3 separate regions of the Sus scrofa genome follow, and all the other regions are linked to region 1. Evidence: chromatin contacts called from public HiChIP or PLAC-seq data. All regions are on one chromosome and are shown on one strand. Each heading gives the region's core, a stretch centred on a gene start, on an enhancer-like site or on the middle of the called end of the contact. The rest is flanking DNA. Distances are from core to core; before and after follow the strand shown. Region 1 has its middle 82 kb from the start of PELI1. Region 2 has its middle 20 kb from the start of VPS54. Region 3 has its middle 40 kb from the start of VPS54.

Region 1 (2,883 bases), core at 268-2,767:
CATTACACAAGCTTCTTCAGTTTGAGCAGTACTGAACCTACGGCTAGTACAATTCTAAGAACCGGCCTCAAGAGAAAATGGGACTAACATTATTGTCATAATAATCTGTATTTTTGAGGATATCAAAATAATTGTAACCTGCTCTGCCTGTATATATAAGGGGGAAACTAAAACTGTCAGCAAAGATGCTACAGACCCATGCTGACATCTTCCATTCTGAGAATACAGTGCCCTACAGCAGCATGAAGAAGTTACAGAAGATGGATATTTGCCCTTAATCCCACAGAAGTGGAATGATGTTCGACAGAAGGGAACTGAAGGCAGCTATTTTGCCCTTTGCCTGTTGGCCCATTTCTGTTCTCTTCTAACTTTAAAAGAACCTAAGTATAGAAATGAGATCACTAGGCAATTTAACCTAACTCCAGACTTATGCTCTCCTGAATGCACACCATGCCTTGGCTAACCTGTTGATTCTTTTCCTAGATAAAAAGAATGAAAAAAATAATTTTTTTTTTTTTTTTTTTTTAATGACTAGCTCTCTACTCCCAACAACCCCCTAAGCAATCCTGCAGGCAGATGACTCTGGCAAGATAACATCTGAAGACAGAGTCAGCCTTCCTGCAATCGAGGGGGAATGATGCAGAATCCAGCGTCCTGCCTCCATGACTCACTGAGATTGTTCCCCCTTACACAATTTTTCCCTTTAAAAACTGTCAATGCTGAGCAGAATCTTCAGAGCTGGCCTCTGCCTGCCATCTCTCCAGACTGAGGGCTTTTCTGATTTAAAGCCCCTTTCCTTTGTATTGACAGTTGCCTCTCAAATTATCCTTTTATGAGTGGTAAGCAGCTGAACCTGAGTTCGGTAACAGGTATGGTTAATTCCCTGATTATGGCCCAACCAGAGCTAAGAGTATACGTATTTTAAAAGTTGACTTAAAAGTTTCTAGCCTATGACATAGCCTGACACCCATAGAAGCGTCATAGATTAGCTCATCAGAATGTGCAAATTAACATACCTGCCAGGACCCCTTGTGAGAGGGGGCATATTTAACGCAGAGTTTTACCTGTATGAGAGTTAAGAAGCACGCATTTAATAATACCCTGCTAACAGCTTACTCTCGGTTCTTTTCATGCTTACCAGTATTACGAAGAGAGTTTGTCTGGGAAACACCAGCAATTGCAGGTTGTGGTTGTAGAGGGACACTGAAAGACTTGATAAACTACAAGGAACAGCGAGCTCCCTTGACAAATCTTACCTGGCCTAGATTAGCAATTCTGGACTTCAGTTTTCATGTGCTCTCTCCTCTTTGTAGTTTTCAAAAAGCAAGCCCAGACAAAGCCCAGCTCCCTCCTCCCATCTAACCCCTATCTAAAAACCCCTATGCTCTATCTAAACCTTTTAGAGTCTGTGAAATCCGGGTCTCCGAGCACAAGGCGTCATGAATATTCATCCGGAGGCGTGGCCCCGCGGCGTGCGCGGCTCCGGGCAGCTGGGACCTGCTGAAAGGGCGCGCCAGCTGCGCGCAGGGGAAACAGTTCTCGTTTTGTGTGCAGGGCTGACAAGATGTCCAGCCTCAAGCCGGCAGGAGACGGCACATTGTGCGTGCGTGGGAGGGGCTTTGCCAAGACGAATGGACTTTTCTGAGGCAGGGCCTAGGAGCGAGCTGTCACTTGAGGGGCTCAAATCTCCCTGTCACCCACCTGCCAGAGTCTGTGAAATTCCATTGATAAAAATTCAGGCATTATCCTTTCCAGGAGTTTGTCCCTATTTGAGAAAACAAATACCCCTTGTGTGAATAATTGGAGGATTTTTATCCTCTGGTGGCACCTCTTCCTTTGCAATTCTCTCCAATGGAGACTTTCTTCTGCCTTCTCATGGCTAATTACAACTGCTCCACGCATTTAAAATTTTTTTCTTAGATCACCAAGCCATCTTTTCTCTAACTCCTCTCCATCATCTTTATTTAGTAGTAGTAGTATAGCAGTAGCAGTTAAAAAACAGACATCCTGGAAGTTCCCTTGAAGTGCAGCAGGTTAAGGATCCAGCATTTTCACTGCTATGGCTCAGGCTCCATCCCTGGCCAAGGAACTTCCACATGCCATTGGTGCTGCCAAAAAACAACATCCTGAATTAAAGTTCCAATTTGACCACTTACAATCTGTATGAATATTGCCAAGTCAACTGCTTTTGCCTCAGTTTCTTCATCTGTATAATTATAGGAGGTGATAATATCACCTACCTCATGGTGGTCTGAAGATGAAATTTTATTTATATACATACATACATACATAAAATATGAGAGTGTACCATTACATAATACTAATCATATGTAGTATATATTTATATATTAATGTATGGTGGTTGCATATTTACCCACCTATATATGATCATAAATATAAAATGTTTGTACAATGGCAGGCATATTTTAAACAGGAAGTGAAGTGTTATTTTTATTGTTATTTTGTCTTTTGTCTGGACAAGATTGGCAGAATTTAGCTGAGTATAAAACAGAATGGAAGTCAGCTGGGGTACATACTGCTGGAGGTGGAGTTCCATGAGAAGAAAAGAAGGCAAAAAACCACATCCACCAAAGTCAAGAAAAAAGTCAGACTTCATTTCCCTGGTGGTGCAGTGGGTTAAGGATCTGACATTGTAACTTCTGTGGCTTGGGCTGCAGCTGTGGTGCAGGTTCCATCCCTGGCCCCAGAACTTCCACATGTGGAGGGTCGGGGTGGGGGGGAGTCCCCTAAAGAGAACATAGAGGTCAGGTAGGAAGCTGGGATGGGATGCAGCTGAGAAGGGGAGTGCCAGTGGGGAAGTGTGGGAACCAAGCAGCTTGAGGAAGGATTACACACTGTGCAGAGGCAGTGATCACAGTACCA
Region 2 (2,883 bases), core at 220-2,719, 180 kb before region 1:
GGACCTTCAGTTTATTTTTTACTTGATTTTTCTCACTTAAAAAAAGAACACAGGCCCAAGGGTCACCAGGCAATTAAGACAAGCCCAAAACATCAGAGATAAGAAACAAACAGGAGTTCCCGTCATGGCGCAGTGGTTAAGGAATCCGACTAGGAACCATGAGGTTGCGGGTTCGATCCCTGCCCTTCCTCAGTGGGTTAACGATCCGGCGTTGCCGTGAGCTGTGGTGTAGGTTGCAGACGCGGCTCGGATCCCGCGTTGCTGTGGCCCTGGCGTAGGCTGGCAGCTCAGCTCCGATTAGACCCCTAGCCTGGGAACCTCCATATGCCACGGGAGCAGCCCAAGAAATGTCAAAAAAGACAGAAAAAAAAAAAAAAAAAAGAAACAAACACAAAAGGAACTTGGAGGAAACAAAGATAATATGGATACAGGAAAAAAAAAAAAGATATTTGAAAATTAAAAATATTATCACAGAAATAAAGCCCCAAAGCAGATCAGGAGGGAATATTGAAGACAAAGAAGACAAGGAGATGAAAAGTAGGATAAAAATGTAAGAGACTTAAAAAAAATCAAGCAGAAATTCCATTGTTCAGCTAGTTAGAATTCCAGAGAGGACAGAACAAATATGAAGAAGAAAAAATTATAAACAAAATCCAAAAAGCTTTATCTGATGTGAAGAAGGTGAGTCTCCAGGTTGACATAGTCCAGCCATCCAGCCTAACAAATGAAAAAAGGCCTGTAAGAATGACATGATGAAATAGTAGAGCACTGAGAATAAAATTTATAAGGGCTTCTAAAAAGGGGAAAAATGATTGCAGCAAAAGGAAGAAGAAACAATAACTTTAGGCATCTTAGTATTACTCAATTCTAGAAGTCAACTGAATATTATCTTCAACATTCTGTAGTGAAATTATGTTTAGCTAAGATTTTTTTATGTAACCACTAATACAGTGTGAGAGTAGAATAAAGACATTTTCAGAGATTCATGATCTCAAAAATTTGCTTTGGGAAATTACTATTTCAGAAGGAAATTGCTATTAGAAGGAAATTACTATTTCAGCAATTTAAGAGAGTCAACCAAGAAAGATGACAAGGAGTCCAGGAAACAGGGAGCTGACTCAGAGGATGGTGAAAGAAGTCCTAGAAGAACAATTATGCCTCAAAGTCTGGGTATTTAGCCTGATTAGATGAAGAGGACAGGGGTTTTGTTTTGTTTTGAGGAAAAAAATGGAACTGATAGATTGATGGTTTTGTGTTTGGAGATTTGGAAAAAAATATTGCTAGCCATATGAAGCTTGAAAAAAAGTCTTTATCTCTAATCATAATTGTGTAAATTCTAACTACTGAATTAATCAGAACATTTTTGCCTTGTGGCATTTTTGCCAAAAACCTTGCCATGTGACATTCAAAGATTATGATAAAATTAGTGGGAGGAGTTGTGGAAGGGAAGTGAGGGCAGAAGTTGAGTAACAGAGCTTAATCCTCAACCACCATAACAGGATGTCTTAAACTAGATCAAGAAAGAGCTGAATGAGCAAAGTACTTCAACACAAAGAGGTAAATAACAGATAAAACAGCTAGAGATTGAAAGTGGCAGTCTTTAAGAGCAGTATGGGTAAGAGATGGAGCAGAGGTCCAACTGCATCCCCACATAAGTCTTTTAGAATAATTTATTTTTTAAGAACCATGTGCCTATATTACATTGATGAAAAAAAACACAAAAACTACATTTAAAATATTTGCATAAGCTTTTCAGATAGAATTGGAGTTGATGGCCTAAAGGCTTACTTTTTAAGGTTTTTGCTATATGCTATCAAGTTGTCTCCCAGAGGTTGCTATCACTTTTACTGCCACCAGCATATATGACAATTATCAACTTCCTTACCTCTCCACTAATCTAGGTTATTTTTATCAAATATTTGCCAGTTGGATGGGGCAGAGGGGAGTTTCTAACCATTATTTGAAATACATTTTCTTTAAGGAGTCCTGCTTATGGCTGAGGCTAAATAGCATTCTCTCAGTTTGTTTCCTGTTAAATTTCTGGATTGCTGCTTGATGAAATTATTCATCTTCTATATGAGTATATGTCTTAACATTCTAGGCTTTAGATTTAGAGCAACTGCAAAAATTGCCTTCATTGTGAAGTAACAGAAAAGCTAACATATTTCAAATAGGATTATTTATTATTTAAGTGCCCAAACAAGTGCCTATTCCTAACTTTCCTATTTCTATTAATGTCCCAGTAATTTTGTACCCTTTCTTCTACATTTAGTCAGTCATCTAATTAAACAATTTGACTCTACATAGATTCTTCTACTCGTGTCCTTCCTATCCCCTCTTACCACTCAATTGTTGCTTTTGCTTTCAGGAAGATCTTGATAGATACTTCCAGATTTCCCTTCCAAAAGATTTTATATGAACCAATAGAGTAGAAGAACAACTTTGTCCTTGAACTGTTGACACTTGGTGTCAACCTTTTTGATCTTTACCAATCTAATAGGTGAAAAATAGATGATGTCTCATTTTAATTTGTATTTGTATTGCTTGTGTATGTAGCTAAAAATGTTTGATTTCTGCCTACGCCTCAGTAAACCAGCATTAGGTCACATAGACAGGCTCATTGCCTGGGGGCTCACAAAGCCAGCATTTACTTTACAGCCTTTACAATAGGAGGCAGGGAAGAAGGGGGCTGGAATGGATGTTGAAGGCATCATTTTTTTTTTCATTTACAACTTTTGGGTTTTACAAATTTCCCTATCCTAAGATTGAAATTTTACTCATTTTAACTTTTTTATTATAAAACAATTGAAATACTCAAAAGTGGAACAGAATAATGAACTTTCTGCTGTCTGTTGCACAGCTTAAAAACTAACATCTTATATT
Region 3 (2,883 bases), core at 252-2,751, 160 kb before region 1:
TGCAGCCAAGTTTCTCTTTAGAAAGCCACATTAATCTTATGGTTCCCTTACATAGAAACTAGTAGAAATGAATGATTTCTTCTAAATGGGAATCTAATAAAAAGGTATCTATGAGTGCTTGTCAGGTTAAAAAATGTTGTCTTTCTCCTTTTCTCCTTTGGATGAAATAAGTTGGTTTTGGTCCACACATACATACTGTTTATTATGCGCCAGGCACTGTTTAACGCAAAAATATCATTCTGAGGAAGGCAAATCAAACTCTTGTCCAAGGTGGTTACATTCCAAGTGAGGAGGAGATAGGTAATAAACATGTAAATAAATAATACAATTTCAGGAACTAAGGGCTACGAAGATAAATAGAGTAATTTGGTCAGTGGTACCTGGGGTGGGATGTGGCTGCTTGACGACATCTGAGTTGAGGCCTGAAGGCTGAGAAGGAGGCAGCAGTATGACAATCTAGGGAAGAGTTTTGCTAATAAAGAAAGAGTAAGTGCAAAGGCCTTGGGGTCAAAATGAGGCTGGTGTATTTGAGGGCAGAAAGGTGGGCAGTGTGGCTGGAGCAGAGTAAGGGGGAAGGTTTGGAAGGAGATGAGGAGGTAAGGCTGAAGAGGGAGATGGAGTCAGTTCAAAGAGTGATAGGAAGCTATTGGAGGGTTTAAGGCAAGGAAGCTGGGAAGTGATAAGATCTAAATTATATTTTATTTTATTTTTTAATTTTTTTTATTTTTTGTCTTTTTGCTATTTCTTGGGCTGCTCCTGTGGCAAATGGAGGTTCCCAGGCTAGGGGTCTAATCGGAGCTGTAGCCGCCGGCCTATGCCAGAGCCACAGCAACACGGGATCCGAGCCGCGTCTGCGACCTACACCACAGCTTATGGCAACGCCGGATTGTTAACCCACTGAGCAAAGGCAGGGACCGAACCCGCAACCTCAGGGTTCCTAGTCGGATTTGTTAACCACTGCGCCACGACGGGAACTCCTAAATTATATTTTAAAAGATAAGTCTGGCTGCTTTGTGGAGAAGAGATTGTAGGAAGTCAAACATAGAAGCAAGGAGACCAGGGAGGAGACAATGGCAGAAAGTCCAATGACAGACATGGGCTTCTACTGCTGGCCCATACGCCGCTTTGGTGACTATCAGAAAAAGTCTCCCCTTCCCTTTGATGGTTCTGAATAGCAGATGGATATATGGGGTGCGAAGAAAAGAGAGGAATCCAGAATGACTCACGCTTGTACTGCCTAACTGGGTGGATAATGGCAGAATTCACACAATTAGGTTTTGCTTATACTCAGTTTGCGGACCATGAAGTTTTCACATGAAGTGGGTGTACCCAACATCACAACTGAAAACTTGGTAACATTTACCACACTGACATTGGCTTCCTCTGAGCACTGGAAACCTTATGCTGATGTAATGGAGATAACATTTATGAGATACTCAATCAGCATGTTTGCCTTCCCAATCAGCCCTGTCCCCATGGCTCACCCACCCATTGAGTCAATGTCATGCTTTGAGTCACGGGGAGGAAAAAAACCCAGCCAAGAGTGCATAGGTCATCATTTAGCTTTGAGTTTCAAAACAGGATTTAAAAAAATTCATAGGAAGACAATAGTTTGAAATTAAGTGCTTTTGATTCGTAAAAGCCAGACTTGGCTAAATGAAAAATATATGTAACTATACACGGATGAGGCGGAGCTTGGAGGACTGCCCCCACCCCAAGCAGGTCACAGACAGTGCCAGGAAGAACACAGGATGTGACGTGAGAGCCATTTTCCCATGACTGTCAGGGAAGATAAAAGTTTAAGCAGCAGCCAGGAAGCTGTGAGAGTCAGAGGGTATAAGCACAGGGTGCCCCAGAGGAGGGGTGGCGGAGCCCTAAGTTCAGGAGAGGTGTGGACCCTGTGTTCCCCTTTGGAACCAGGCCAACTGCAGAGAGGTGGAAATGTTAGGTTTGGGCAACCAGAGGCCTGGAGACCGTGCTCCCAGTTCCCGGGTCTGTGCGTGGTTGTCAGGAGACCCTGTCGGGGAATGATGGAGGTTGGCGGGGTGAATGGGCTGGAAGAGGCCTGGCCTTGGGCCAAGAAGGTATAAGGTGTGCGACCTTCAGATCCCAGTGAGTAGCTGGAATCACGGTAACCCAAAGGCCAGAGAGAACAATTTACTCACCAAAGCCTTGAGGCCAGGAAAGCCTGGCAGTTGGCAGGCCTTCCCTGCACCTCCCCTGTAGTGTGCCTGCCACCTGGGCAACATTCGGGGAAAGGGAAGGGGAGAGGAGAACCCTGGGATGAGAGAGAAACCCCGAAAGCCAGTGATTTCCCAAGGGAGACTGGTTTAAGGACCGAGGTGTTTTTAATTGGCAAGATCGAGTGTTTTCCACCTACATCAATGGGAACTTTTGAGCAAGAAGTCATTATAGACAATACAGTTACTATATATATATATATATATATATAAAACGTTTGTAAATCTGATATATTTTTTAATGTATCCATTTCAAATTTGCCGCATTAGAAAGGTCTGTATTTTCGTTGCATGAAGAAAACGCAGTTTCTGCACCTCCAGAGGGGGGAGGGGAGGGCAGGGATCAATTCTGTCAACACTGAATGCCTCCAGGGAGGGTAGCTGGGGGATAGAGGTGAAAGATTTATTTTTCACGGTATACCTTTTGTACCTTACTGCGTTTGTACCATGTGTAAGCATGAACTATTTAAAAAATAAGAAAAATAAAAGCTTCTGAAATGAAAAAAAAATGCTGACGCACAGAATCTAATATGCAGTGCTTGACAATGAACATTCAATACTTTTCATCTTACCAGGAATCTTCGAGCCACTTCTCCTCCTTGGTGTGTCTTGGGCTTATCCCTTTGCTTTGTGCTGATGTTGG

The links. HiChIP or PLAC-seq counts read pairs in DNA pulled down with a chosen protein or histone mark.
Region 2: a contact with region 1 is called in an H3K27ac HiChIP or PLAC-seq map of alveolar macrophages. The contact joins two enhancer-like sites. A contact is called at or near these places in 2 of 2 datasets of contacts at active chromatin or transcription factors (alveolar macrophages and skeletal muscle).
Region 3: a contact with region 1 is called in an H3K27ac HiChIP or PLAC-seq map of alveolar macrophages. The contact joins two enhancer-like sites. A contact is called at or near these places in 2 of 2 datasets of contacts at active chromatin or transcription factors (alveolar macrophages and skeletal muscle).

Annotation. Positions count from the first base shown.
Region 1 is chr3:77,657,150-77,660,032 of Sscrofa11.1, reverse strand. No RefSeq gene overlaps it. Among named protein-coding and RNA genes, the nearest start is that of PELI1, 82 kb to the left of the region's middle. Within about 2 kb of position 1,517, at least 49 of the 83 cell types and tissues checked have an H3K27ac peak or open chromatin away from gene starts, as enhancers often do. A contact at or near this core is called in alveolar macrophages and skeletal muscle, where this site is marked.
Region 2 is chr3:77,834,512-77,837,394 of Sscrofa11.1, reverse strand. No RefSeq gene overlaps it. Among named protein-coding and RNA genes, the nearest start is that of VPS54, 20 kb to the left of the region's middle. Within about 2 kb of position 1,469, at least 5 of the 83 cell types and tissues checked have an H3K27ac peak or open chromatin away from gene starts, as enhancers often do. A contact at or near this core is called in alveolar macrophages, where this site is marked.
Region 3 is chr3:77,814,164-77,817,046 of Sscrofa11.1, reverse strand. No RefSeq gene overlaps it. Among named protein-coding and RNA genes, the nearest start is that of VPS54, 40 kb to the left of the region's middle. Within about 2 kb of position 1,501, at least 27 of the 83 cell types and tissues checked have an H3K27ac peak or open chromatin away from gene starts, as enhancers often do. A contact at or near this core is called in alveolar macrophages and skeletal muscle, where this site is marked.